Linked DNA regions of Mus musculus: region 1 is linked to region 2. Evidence: chromatin contacts called from public HiChIP or PLAC-seq data. All regions are on one chromosome and are shown on one strand. Each heading gives the region's core, a stretch centred on a gene start, on an enhancer-like site or on the middle of the called end of the contact. The rest is flanking DNA. Distances are from core to core; before and after follow the strand shown.

Region 1 (5,134 bases), core at 1,600-4,099, 150 kb before region 2:
GTGGATCTCTACATTTGTTTCATCCACTGCCAGCTGCTAGACACTTGGGTTCTTTCCCCTTCTTGGCTGTTGTGGATACTGTTGCTGTTCTGTGGATACTGTTGCTGCTCTGTGGATACTGTTGCTGCTCTGTGGATACTGTTGTTGTTCTGTGGATACTGTTGCTGCTCTGTGGATACTTTATTACATTACAGTGTTTGCGTGTCCATGTCTTCTGTACACATAGGAGGGGAAGTACTGGGTCACTTGGTAACTCTATGGCTAGATTGTGAGGGCATGCTAAAATGTTTTTCAGAGTTCCTGCAGTGGATACAGTATTTGAAAATAAACAATAATAATAATAATAAATCAACTACTCCAGGTATACTTCATGGCCTGTTGCTGTTGACATATTCTTGAGTCCTGTTATGCTTGGTGCTGGGTTTTGTCCTCAGCGATCCTGGGCATCCACTTGTGCTAACCTACTCCGTTCTCTGATTGGAGCTCTTTCTTTTCCAAGTTTAGGATCCTGTTGTGTGTCCCCCCCCCCCTCGTCCTTGAGTCAGTCAATCTTTAAGCTCAGTGAAAAGACATACTGTGAAAAGTTTATTTCACCTGAAAATGTGCATGATCAGGAATTCTGTGGCTGTCCTCTCAGGACAGTTAGCACGCTAAAGAGTTAGCAGGGAAAGTCAAAGCAATGAATATGGAACTCTGGAGTAAGGTATGCCACATCCTTGGGGAGGAAGACACTCGGCAACCGTCGGTGGTAACCTTGGATGCTAGACCATGGGCTTGCAGTCAAACCAACCGGGTCAAATCGCATTGGTTATTTGATTTCACAGGGCATCAATTTCCTCATCTGGAGTGAAAACAATACCTAGGACCCAGGCTCTCTTGACAGACTAAACAAGACAACACCAGGAAGCACGGCGTTCAGGGTTTAATGCCTGTGCTCAAGGAACTGCCGCTTGCCGCTCTGGCCCTTTCATACTCTCTGCACCCAGTCCTATAGTTCTCAGACGGAGCACTGCTGTATATATAATTTTAAATTTCTCCATCTAGATTTGCTAGTCACCACATTAAAAGAACAATCAATAAAAAAAAAAAACCAAGCAAAAGGAAACAAGGAAATTAAACATCAGGATTGCATCTCATTTAACCCAAATGTACCTGAATAGTTCAACTAGTAATTGTCCTAAATGTTAGGGCAGTATTTGGTGTTCTGTGTTGTACAGCTTAGATATTGAGCATTGTGTTCCGTATGGGATGTGTCTTAATTCACCAGGTTGTGTTTCTCAAGCTTGCTGGCTACGTGTTACTACCATATTGGTTGGACAGCCAAGCCACTAAATGGCTATCCAGAAGGAATACTTCCTTCTCTGTTTTGGCAAATTAAGACACGTGTGGCTATTGCCTTTTCAAAGTGGATCTGGTGGGTCTATAGCTGGCTGCCCACATATGGACAGGCTTGTTAGAGCATTCTTGTACCCTGAACCCTCTAGAGGGCGGCAGGATGAGCAAGAACGAAGCCAGCCCCCACACCACCTCCTCTGTCTTTCTAAATCACTTCTCTCCATAACTGCTCATCTGTGGTTCTCTACCCCTAACAAAATCTCAGAGGTTCCCTAAAATAACCGAGTGGGCCGAACAGCCATCTCGCTATCTTTAGCTGCAAGAGAGTGGGAACCAGTCGGCGGACTCCATAGTTGATATAATCGCTAGACTAAGCTGCTAGACTGCATTTGAAGCCTGGTGCTCTCACTGTCTCTGTGTTAGCATGTCATTTCGAGAATACCAGTTTCTCCTTTGGCTCTCAGCCTTCCTGGTCTGCGTGGATATAGAGACTCACTAGTCCGACCCTACATTCTGCAGGCTATGAGGTCCTACATAACCCACTGTCAAGCATAGACACACACACTTGGAGGCAGGCGGAGCTGTTTATGAGAGAATTCTCTCTCGTTAAGATGGCAGTTCTAATTTAGCCTGGGAATCCCTGTATCTTTTCTAGGCGGTCACATAAAGTTGGTTATGGTGGTGCTACGGCTACTTCTATCAATCAAGCTGAATTGGATAAGACAAACTGAGAAGGGGGGAAAGGGGTGGAATTTGAAGAAAAAAATGTTTATGACGGAAGCCTTCGGCTGGGGGCCAGTGTGCTGTCATCTACCTGCTGGCTTGGCAACGGCAGCAAATAATGTTGCATGTGTACTATGTATTTGTAACTGTGGGATCCTAGATTGGAAATCTCATGGAATGTATGAGGAAACATGTTCTACCTTTCTGTTGCTCATGAAGTCAAGCCCAGAAAGTTTGGAAGTCTTGAGTTTGCTTCCACCATAGACCTGTCGTGTGACTTGGTGATCTTCTGTCATTCCTCATAACTGTCAGTGAAACGTTTTGGAAATGTTATTAAAGTGAGTTTTTTTGGTTTTTGTTTTGTTTTTTGTTTTGTTTTTTTTTTGTTTTTGATTATTATTATTATTATTACTTTTTTTTAAAAAGAAAGATGCTTGGTTTTACCTGCAAATGTGTTAACAGCCAGGGGAAAAAGGAAAGTTGACATTTTTGTCTTGCTTTCAGACCAGTTGAATCTGCCAGCAGCAGCTCAAAGGAATACATTTACCTGGTGGTCTGGGCTAAACTAAACCTGGAAAAGAGTAGCAGGTTGTTTTTTTTTTTTCCACTGAAGGTTTTGGGTGATTTGAGATCTCAAGTGTTGCCGCTCTCAGGAGATTTCTAATAATTACCACTGTTAATAGGGCTGAAACTTGGCATTTATATTTCGTCCCTAACAAAGAAAGCCTCCTTGAGAGAACCCGGCTGAGCCCAGCTGGCATCCTTCTGGAAGGCGGGAGCAGCTAGCTCTGAGAGCCCAGAGCTAATTCTTTGCCACACAGGGCAAGCAGAGGCTGGAGCCTCCTCCTAGCAGCCCACATGAACACACAGTTAAAACAAAGAGCAGGCACCTGGGCTCAGCTCGCCTTTGTGTGGCCCTCTTGCTAGGGAGTCTGTAATCATCTCTAAGGCCTTAGGAGGATAAATCCCAAGTAGGTATCGGTCAGTGGTGATGCTGGCTAGATAGGAGTAAGAAGTCATGGTGTGGTTTGGGGAGCTGAATCCTTTGCAGGGGATGAGGGGAAGAATAAAGAAGGAGAGAGAGAGAGAGAGAGAGAGAGAGAGAGAGAGAGAGAGAGAGAGAGAGAGCACCCAACAATAAATAAGAATATTCAAGACATAAGAAAGTGTTTTTTGCCTTAATCAGGGGAAGAAATGAGAAATTGAGGGTGTTGGAGGAAGTTGGGGTGGTAAAGGAGTTTGATGAAGAGCCTGGTGCTCAGGGGACAGATCCTCCCAAGGCACAATCTCACATGAGGATCTGAGCCTAACAGAGGCACCAGGGTGTAGTGGCTGAGTCATCACAGATCCACAACAGACTAGCCCTGGTACAGCCCTGCAGCAGCTGGGAATGCACAGGGAGGCTGTTAGGCAGACACTCAGGGTCACTCTCGGGGTCTTGTCTCAAGTCCCCAGTGCAGATCTGCAAGGCTTGAGCTGAACTTTGCTACCCCGGTGCTTGGCCCTGGAGGCCGAGGATCGGCTGGGAGCACTGCAGGCCAGGCTCCTCTCATTCCTCCAGGCTGACCCCAAGGGTGACAGGAGAACGGTCTTCCTGGAAAGCATCCTCTTGCTCTGGAGTCTTGCTTCCTTTACGGAACACTTTTAGTGTGGGGCTGGATTCCCCGATGATGCCAGCAGGGCCCCCAGGCTTCCTACTCTGGGCTGTGCCTGTGCTGTTTGGGCTTCCAGCAGTGGGGGCTGCTTTCTCAAATGCACGCTTCAACCCTGGAGGAGGTTTTGCATAAAGAAGTGAGATTCGGTAGGGGGTGGGGTAGGGGCAGCTCTTTCCTTAGTTGCCTCTGTTTCATCTCTGATCAACAAATAGCCCAGTTGTTGCTTCATCTATCGAATTGGATTAAATCGCAAAACTTGGAGTTACTCTGAAATCCCTCCCATCCTGCCTTCTTTATCTCTCAGCTATTATGGGGAGTGCAGCACTTACCCTGGGGAAATTTTTAACCCTAAGAACCTTGATGTACTTTAAACAGCTTTGACATTTGTTAAGCTTGGTGTGATTTCTTGAACACTCAGAGAAGGCTCCAGGACTTCTATGCTACCTAGTTTCTTGTATGTCCCCTTGCCTTGTTTCAGAGACTTGTGTGAAGAGAGGCCTTTAGCCACCTGATTTTTGCCAGTTTTTAGAAACCCGGACAACTTCTTTGGGGTACTGTGAACACAGTTGTGTCCCCTCCCCCACCAAGCTGGCTGGAGCCAGGGCAGGAAGGGGCTGTCATCAGGCTTCTGCTGAAAGTCCCTGGACTTTATTTTTCTTCTTCGAAAGTTACACTTGGAAAGATGCACTTGACGTGAAGTTGTTATTCTTCAATGGATCTGTGTGCTTTTCTGTGATTGCCCATCTACAGCATGGTGGGGCGGCACCCCCTTACCCCGGAAACGTAGCATTGCATTCTTGTGGGCAGGCAGAAGCCAGCCACGTTGGTGTGCCTCACAACTAGGAAACATATCTATGACTTAGTTCTCTCCATAAATTTTCAAGAGCCTAGTGTCTGACCAGTCCACAGAAGAACTAGGCTCATTATAAGCTCCATAGGATCTTTCCCTTCCTTGTGCTCCTGGGGTAGAGGATGGAAGGGTTCTTTCTGGTGCAGGTCAGGCGTTCCCTGTGTAATGTGGATTGGCACAGGTGCAGCTAAGATAGAAGGAGAGCAACACTAACAGCTGTCTAGTGACAGTGAAAGAGACAGGGAGGCAGTTGCTTATCCTTACTTACCTCCTCTCCTGGGTGTCTCTGTCCAGGCTGGGATGTTTTGGTAGCATCGTTGATGGTTTTTATCAATACAAAGGAAATCTCCTCGCTGGCTCTGTTTTGGCCTAAGTATGCATAGGCTAGTTGACATGCTAAGATCCCCGTGTCATCTACCCCTTCACCTGTAATGCCACCTCATGAATATCACTTGTGTGGAGGCCATATGAGGTTATATTATTTATAAGCAAACTTTACCAAATATCTATAGACATCTGTTGGGGAACTACTGGCTGAGTCGAGAAAAAGTTCAACTCTCCTCTGGTTGGA
Region 2 (5,052 bases), core at 1,812-4,311:
CACACACACACACACACACACATCGTAGTAAGGGAGCTTGGGCCTAGTAGAACAAAGACTTCTCATACACTGGAGATGACTCATGACCTCTTTGGAACCTGAAGTGGTGGCTTCTGCCCTTGTCTTTGTCAGCTACTAGAATTGGGATATGGTTCACAGCAGGTAGGCTTTTTGTTGGAATGCCAAGGTCTTCATGCCAACATCCATGTAATGGATAGGTACCAGCTTCTCCCAACCTTTATGGAGGACTTGTGATGAGGGTCTGTTTCTGGTCTGACTCAGAGGCCCACTCCTCCCCAATATTTCCAGTATGACTCGTCTACATTTGATTTCTTCTTGTGTTCTTCTTCTGAGGGTAGAAGGAGAGGAACAGATTGACAACAGCAATAACAAAAATAGAGGATACTCCTTCCTGTTCGTCTTGGTGGGAACTGCCCTGGCTGTGGCCAAACTAGGCAAACTTGCAGAGCAAGCTAATCAGGAATACAAACCAGAAACCCACAGAAGAGGTTTTTGCTTCAAATGCACTTTCCCTTCCTTACAAATCCACAATTTACATGTTTTCCAAAAGGCTGGAGTTAATTCCTAGCTTTCAGAAATTATTTATTATCATTATAACCATTTCACCACAGGCGGCAGATAACACATTATTCAGAATTATAACACATTTTGATTTAGACAAGGACAGAATAATGAAATTGAAAGAAGTGTAGCAAATGTTGAGTATTAATGCTAGCCGAACATATTTCTCTCAACACACAGGGGAAGGGAGCATTCGCAACCAAGAATTGTTCATTTCCCTCAAAGGGCACTTTTTGTTTTTGTTATTGGTTTGCCTTGGCTCCATGGTCTCACATCACCACAACTGGTCAAAACCATTGAGTAATTTTTAACTGTAGGACATGTCTATGTCCCGATAGGCCTCCCCACCTACCACAGCATAGCCTTGTCTATGCAGGGGTGGGAACTGTAAAACCAGTCAGAGGAATTGGATAAGCCAAGTTGGTCAGTTCCTTAGAACTTCTAGGAAACCACAAGATAATTGGAGGGTTGCTGCTGGTAGGCGCCTTGGCCTTGTGTGAGCCATTGGTGTTCCTCAGTGCTCAGCTGACCGTGACTGCTTCTCCTTTTGGTTCATTTTATACGAAAACTGTGTAACAGTGACTGACATACATTTTCCAGTTGAATTTTCAGGTAACATCCAGGAACACATGGGAACTAATCTTAGAGAGTTAAAACGCATATATAGCTGAATTCTCACAATGAACAGGAAATAAATCTTAAATAATCTGCGTCAAGGCACTGGGATGCAGCTATTGATTAAAAAGTGAATCTTCACTAAATGATATCGTATTGATGGATTCATGCACCATGAAATGCACAGTTTTGACCTACTGAGTCATATTTTGTCATTTGTCTGTGTGATTTTATTTATGCCTTCATCTTTTCCTCCTTCTTTTTTCATCTTTATCATCGAAAGTATTTATTAAGAACTCACCTGTGAGTGTAGTCGTAGGCTGGCCCTGCTCTCTAGGGACACACCAGTTATTATGCATACTGTTAACGTGCCCGTAAACACATCAGCATTGTATAAAATGCTCAGATTTCTATGCGGGTGTGCATATAGTTTAATAATAATGGAAAACACTTATTCAACATTTTCTCTGTCTGGGTCTGTTTCAGCACTTTCAGGCAACTCATTTAACCTTTTAAAAGAAGTAGATGAGCCAGGTACAATTATTACCCTTCTTTTACAGTTAAGGAACCCCAGGGCCTAGAGAGGTTAACTAACTTGCCCAAGGTCACATGTCTCGTAATGGTATATTCAGTCAACTGACACAGGCATTCTGACTCGTGAGTCTGTGCCTTACATCAATACACTGTGCTACCTTCCCAATATAAGTGTAATAACTATCTGGGAAATAAAAGAACCAATGCTAATAATTGTAATAAGTAATTATTACCAAGTGTTCCCTCTACAGGAGTCCCTGAAGCGAGCATCCAACATCCACTGATTCATCTAAAACTCTTGGCAACCCAAGGATGATCACACATCAAATGTTTAAAAGTGGTCCTAGTTTTTAAAATCTTCCTTATGCTACACAACTAGTTAAAGGTAGAGGCTCTTACCATTGGGGTAAATCCTGGAAAGCTTTAGGACATCCTGCAAGGGCCACCAGAAATCAGCATGAGGACAGCAGGAGGCAGAACTGGGAGGGGCACATATAGGAGACTGGGAGTAGTAGCACGCGCACTGGTTTGGACTGGTTGATAAGAACAGGGAGTCTGGGAATCCACTTCCTGACGTCCCTAGGTGCATGGCATTATGGGAAAGAGGAAGCAATGGGCAGGCTAATTTGCTAACTCAGTGACTCAAAGTAGCAACATTAAGACATTGTTTCTCTCCTCTAAGGACCGGCCAACACCTGGGTTGGCTAGTGGAATCTGGGCGACTTTCATTTTTATCGCCATTCTTCACTGCATGTTTGAAGTTTCCTTTAATTGCCATATATTTCTTGCCTAGGTGAGAGGCCTTTGTCTATCCAAAGGGGATCAGAGAAACAAAGAGGTCTGGATTTATTTAATTTTTGCTAGTGTGTGCTCATGTGTTCGTTGCTCATGTGTGTATTTGTGTATGTGTGCATATGATATGAACAAAGGGTCTTCTGGAGTCTGGGCTCCTTTTGGCGTGGGATGGGACTCCTGTACAAGATGGCCCACGTGACCTATTTTTGTAAGCTTTCTGCTGCTTCCCTTCCTCATCAGACGTGATGATCGCTCATAGCATCTTCTCTTTTCATCAGTCAAAAAAAAAAAAAAAGCCCAACTCTCTTGGCTTCTTTGATTTCAGCCTGTCACTTGATGAGGTCTCTGCTATTTATATTTTTGTTTGTCAGGAGGGAGGGGGGAAGCAGATAAACAAAGCCCAGGCAAACCAGCAGTTCTGCTGGATATGAAGGGACTCACTCACCCCAGAGGCAGCAGGACTGCCTAACTGGTATTTAAGAGAGGACCAAGAGGTCCACACTGTGAATGCCAATGAAAGGGTTACTGGGAAATGCAAACAAAAACAACATGCAAATGAGGCTGCCAGCAACAGGTAGACTTAATCAGATGCTGTCAGATGAATTCAACATCTCCCCGATTGTCGCCTCTCTTTGCCTCCCATTCGGAAGCCCTCATCTGCTCCAGATGTGGTTTAATTTACTGCGACTTGGCTAATTACTGTAATTAAGGATTAATTACTGTTAATTACTTTCACATAAACTCAACGCCAGTCAAAGAGCGGAGCCTTATGAAGTCTGCCACAGAAGTGAGCTCGGTTCCAGGGCCTATGTGAGCTCTGCAGGTCTCCATGTGTTGCCCGAACCACCACTGCCTTGAAGCAGTCTGCCCCTCTTATATCACCAGTGGGATTGGAGGCCAAAGGTACACACAGGGTCAGTGCTCAGGCCCGCACAGTGTGCCAGGGAGCAGGCACTTATGTGCACAGTGGGTAACCTGAAGGCTAGGGCCATGTTGGGGAGAAGGCCTGGGTGATCTGCATAGACACCAGCCTTCGGCAGCGAGCCTGAGAGCCAGCCTTGTGTTCTCTTCCTGTGATTACACTGTAAGCCCTGGGAGCTGGTAAGATGCCAGAAGTCCGTGTAGGTGTTGAGGCACAGGAGATATCCACCATAGGCAACTGGAACAAAGAGAAAGCAGGATGGAAAGTACCCCTCTTCTATCTCTCCCTGACTGCTGACTTCTGTTCTTCAAGAATGCTCTTAGATTTGAAGTTAGAAACAGGTTTTGTTGTTGTTGCTGCTGCTGCTGTTTTGTTTTAAAGGTCTTGCCTGCCACATATCCCTAAACATACAATCAAGTGGTCCAAGAACACTTCCTCTCCAACTCCAGTGCACACCAGCCCTGCTGGTGCATGCTTGCACTTGCCCATGTGTCTGCAAATCTTCCGCTGTCAAATTCTGAATTCCACCTCCTCCCAGCAGAAGATATGGTGCAGCAGTTCTTGGAAGAAATGAAATCTTCCGTGTCAAACTCCCTCCCTCACCCCTCCACTGTCTCTTACTTTATTGGCATTCTTTCTTCCTCTCACTGAGAGAAACTTTTTGAGACTCTTCCACTTGGGCCCCACACTAGTTTCTTCTGTCTCCTTGTCTTTTGCTTTATCTGTCATTCCGCCCTCGAGAGCCATGGGCATCCTCTTCTAGGCACAGAACCTATGGAAACCTTCCGTACACTTCCTCCTCCTTAGCTCCATACCATCTTAACCTTCCTGCAGTCATTGCAATTCTCAAAGGCAAGCTTCCCTTTCTCACTCCACCCAAGTCTTCCTTTGCCGCCTTTGATGGTTTTCCATCTCGTGTTCCTGTGGCTTCCCAATAGCTTAATGCAGTGTGCTTTCTTTCTGTCCTTGACTTATTGGACCACCTTCTTAACTGCTTTCCACAGTTCTACATTTAACTTTTCCCAAGTTTTGCTTTCTTAGCCTCTGCGGCTCTGGGTACTTTTGTTCCCCGAGTGGGCAGGCACCTGTGCCCTCAGGTTCTGAGATATTGGTGTTTATGAACAGTTCGCATCTCAGGTCAGCTCTGCCTGGATATTTCATTCACCTCCTTTTTCACTCCCCTGGTGTCTAATTTAGCCCCAGACCGAGAACTTCGTGAGGTGAGACCTTAGGCTTCATTCTTTGTTTCATCTGTTAGGGACCAAATGCTATCAAGAGCAGAATGGGTGTCATCTGGACACAGGGCCATAGCACCCAGGGTTCACCAAGGGAGGTTTAAGTGACCATTCCTGTTTTGTGTACTGCTTTTGTCTTTACCTAGGGCATTTTTGTCTGTTGGGGTAGAGCAGATCTTTGTCATTTAAGGAGAAACCTGATATTTTAGACTGTTGCCCCCCCCCCAAAAAAAAAGCCCAAGAAAGGTGCTTTTTGACAGTAATCCCAAACATTGTGGATACAGAGAAGGAGCAGTAAGAAGAGTGTGCAGTGTGTTCTTGCATAATATGGTATCGCCCGTTTACCAAAAGAGCCATTTGCACATCAAG

The links. HiChIP or PLAC-seq counts read pairs in DNA pulled down with a chosen protein or histone mark.
Region 1: a contact with region 2 is called in an H3K4me3 HiChIP or PLAC-seq map of embryonic basal ganglia, with 2.3 times the contacts expected there. The contact joins two enhancer-like sites. A contact is called at or near these places in 7 of 115 datasets of contacts at active chromatin or transcription factors (craniofacial prominence, embryonic basal ganglia, embryonic forebrain and 4 more).

Annotation. Positions count from the first base shown.
Region 1 is chr1:168,415,581-168,420,714 of GRCm38.p6, reverse strand. All of the region lies in intron 2 of Pbx1 (pre B cell leukemia homeobox 1), which reads left to right. Among named protein-coding and RNA genes, the nearest start is that of Pbx1, 14 kb to the left of the region's middle. Within about 2 kb of position 2,849, at least 111 of the 459 cell types and tissues checked have an H3K27ac peak or open chromatin away from gene starts, as enhancers often do. A contact at or near this core is called in embryonic basal ganglia, where this site is marked.
Region 2 is chr1:168,267,365-168,272,416 of GRCm38.p6, reverse strand. The region is part of intron 2 of Pbx1 (pre B cell leukemia homeobox 1); the gene reads left to right. Among named protein-coding and RNA genes, the nearest start is that of Gm51671, 76 kb to the left of the region's middle. Within about 2 kb of position 3,061, at least 23 of the 459 cell types and tissues checked have an H3K27ac peak or open chromatin away from gene starts, as enhancers often do. A contact at or near this core is called in embryonic basal ganglia, where this site is marked.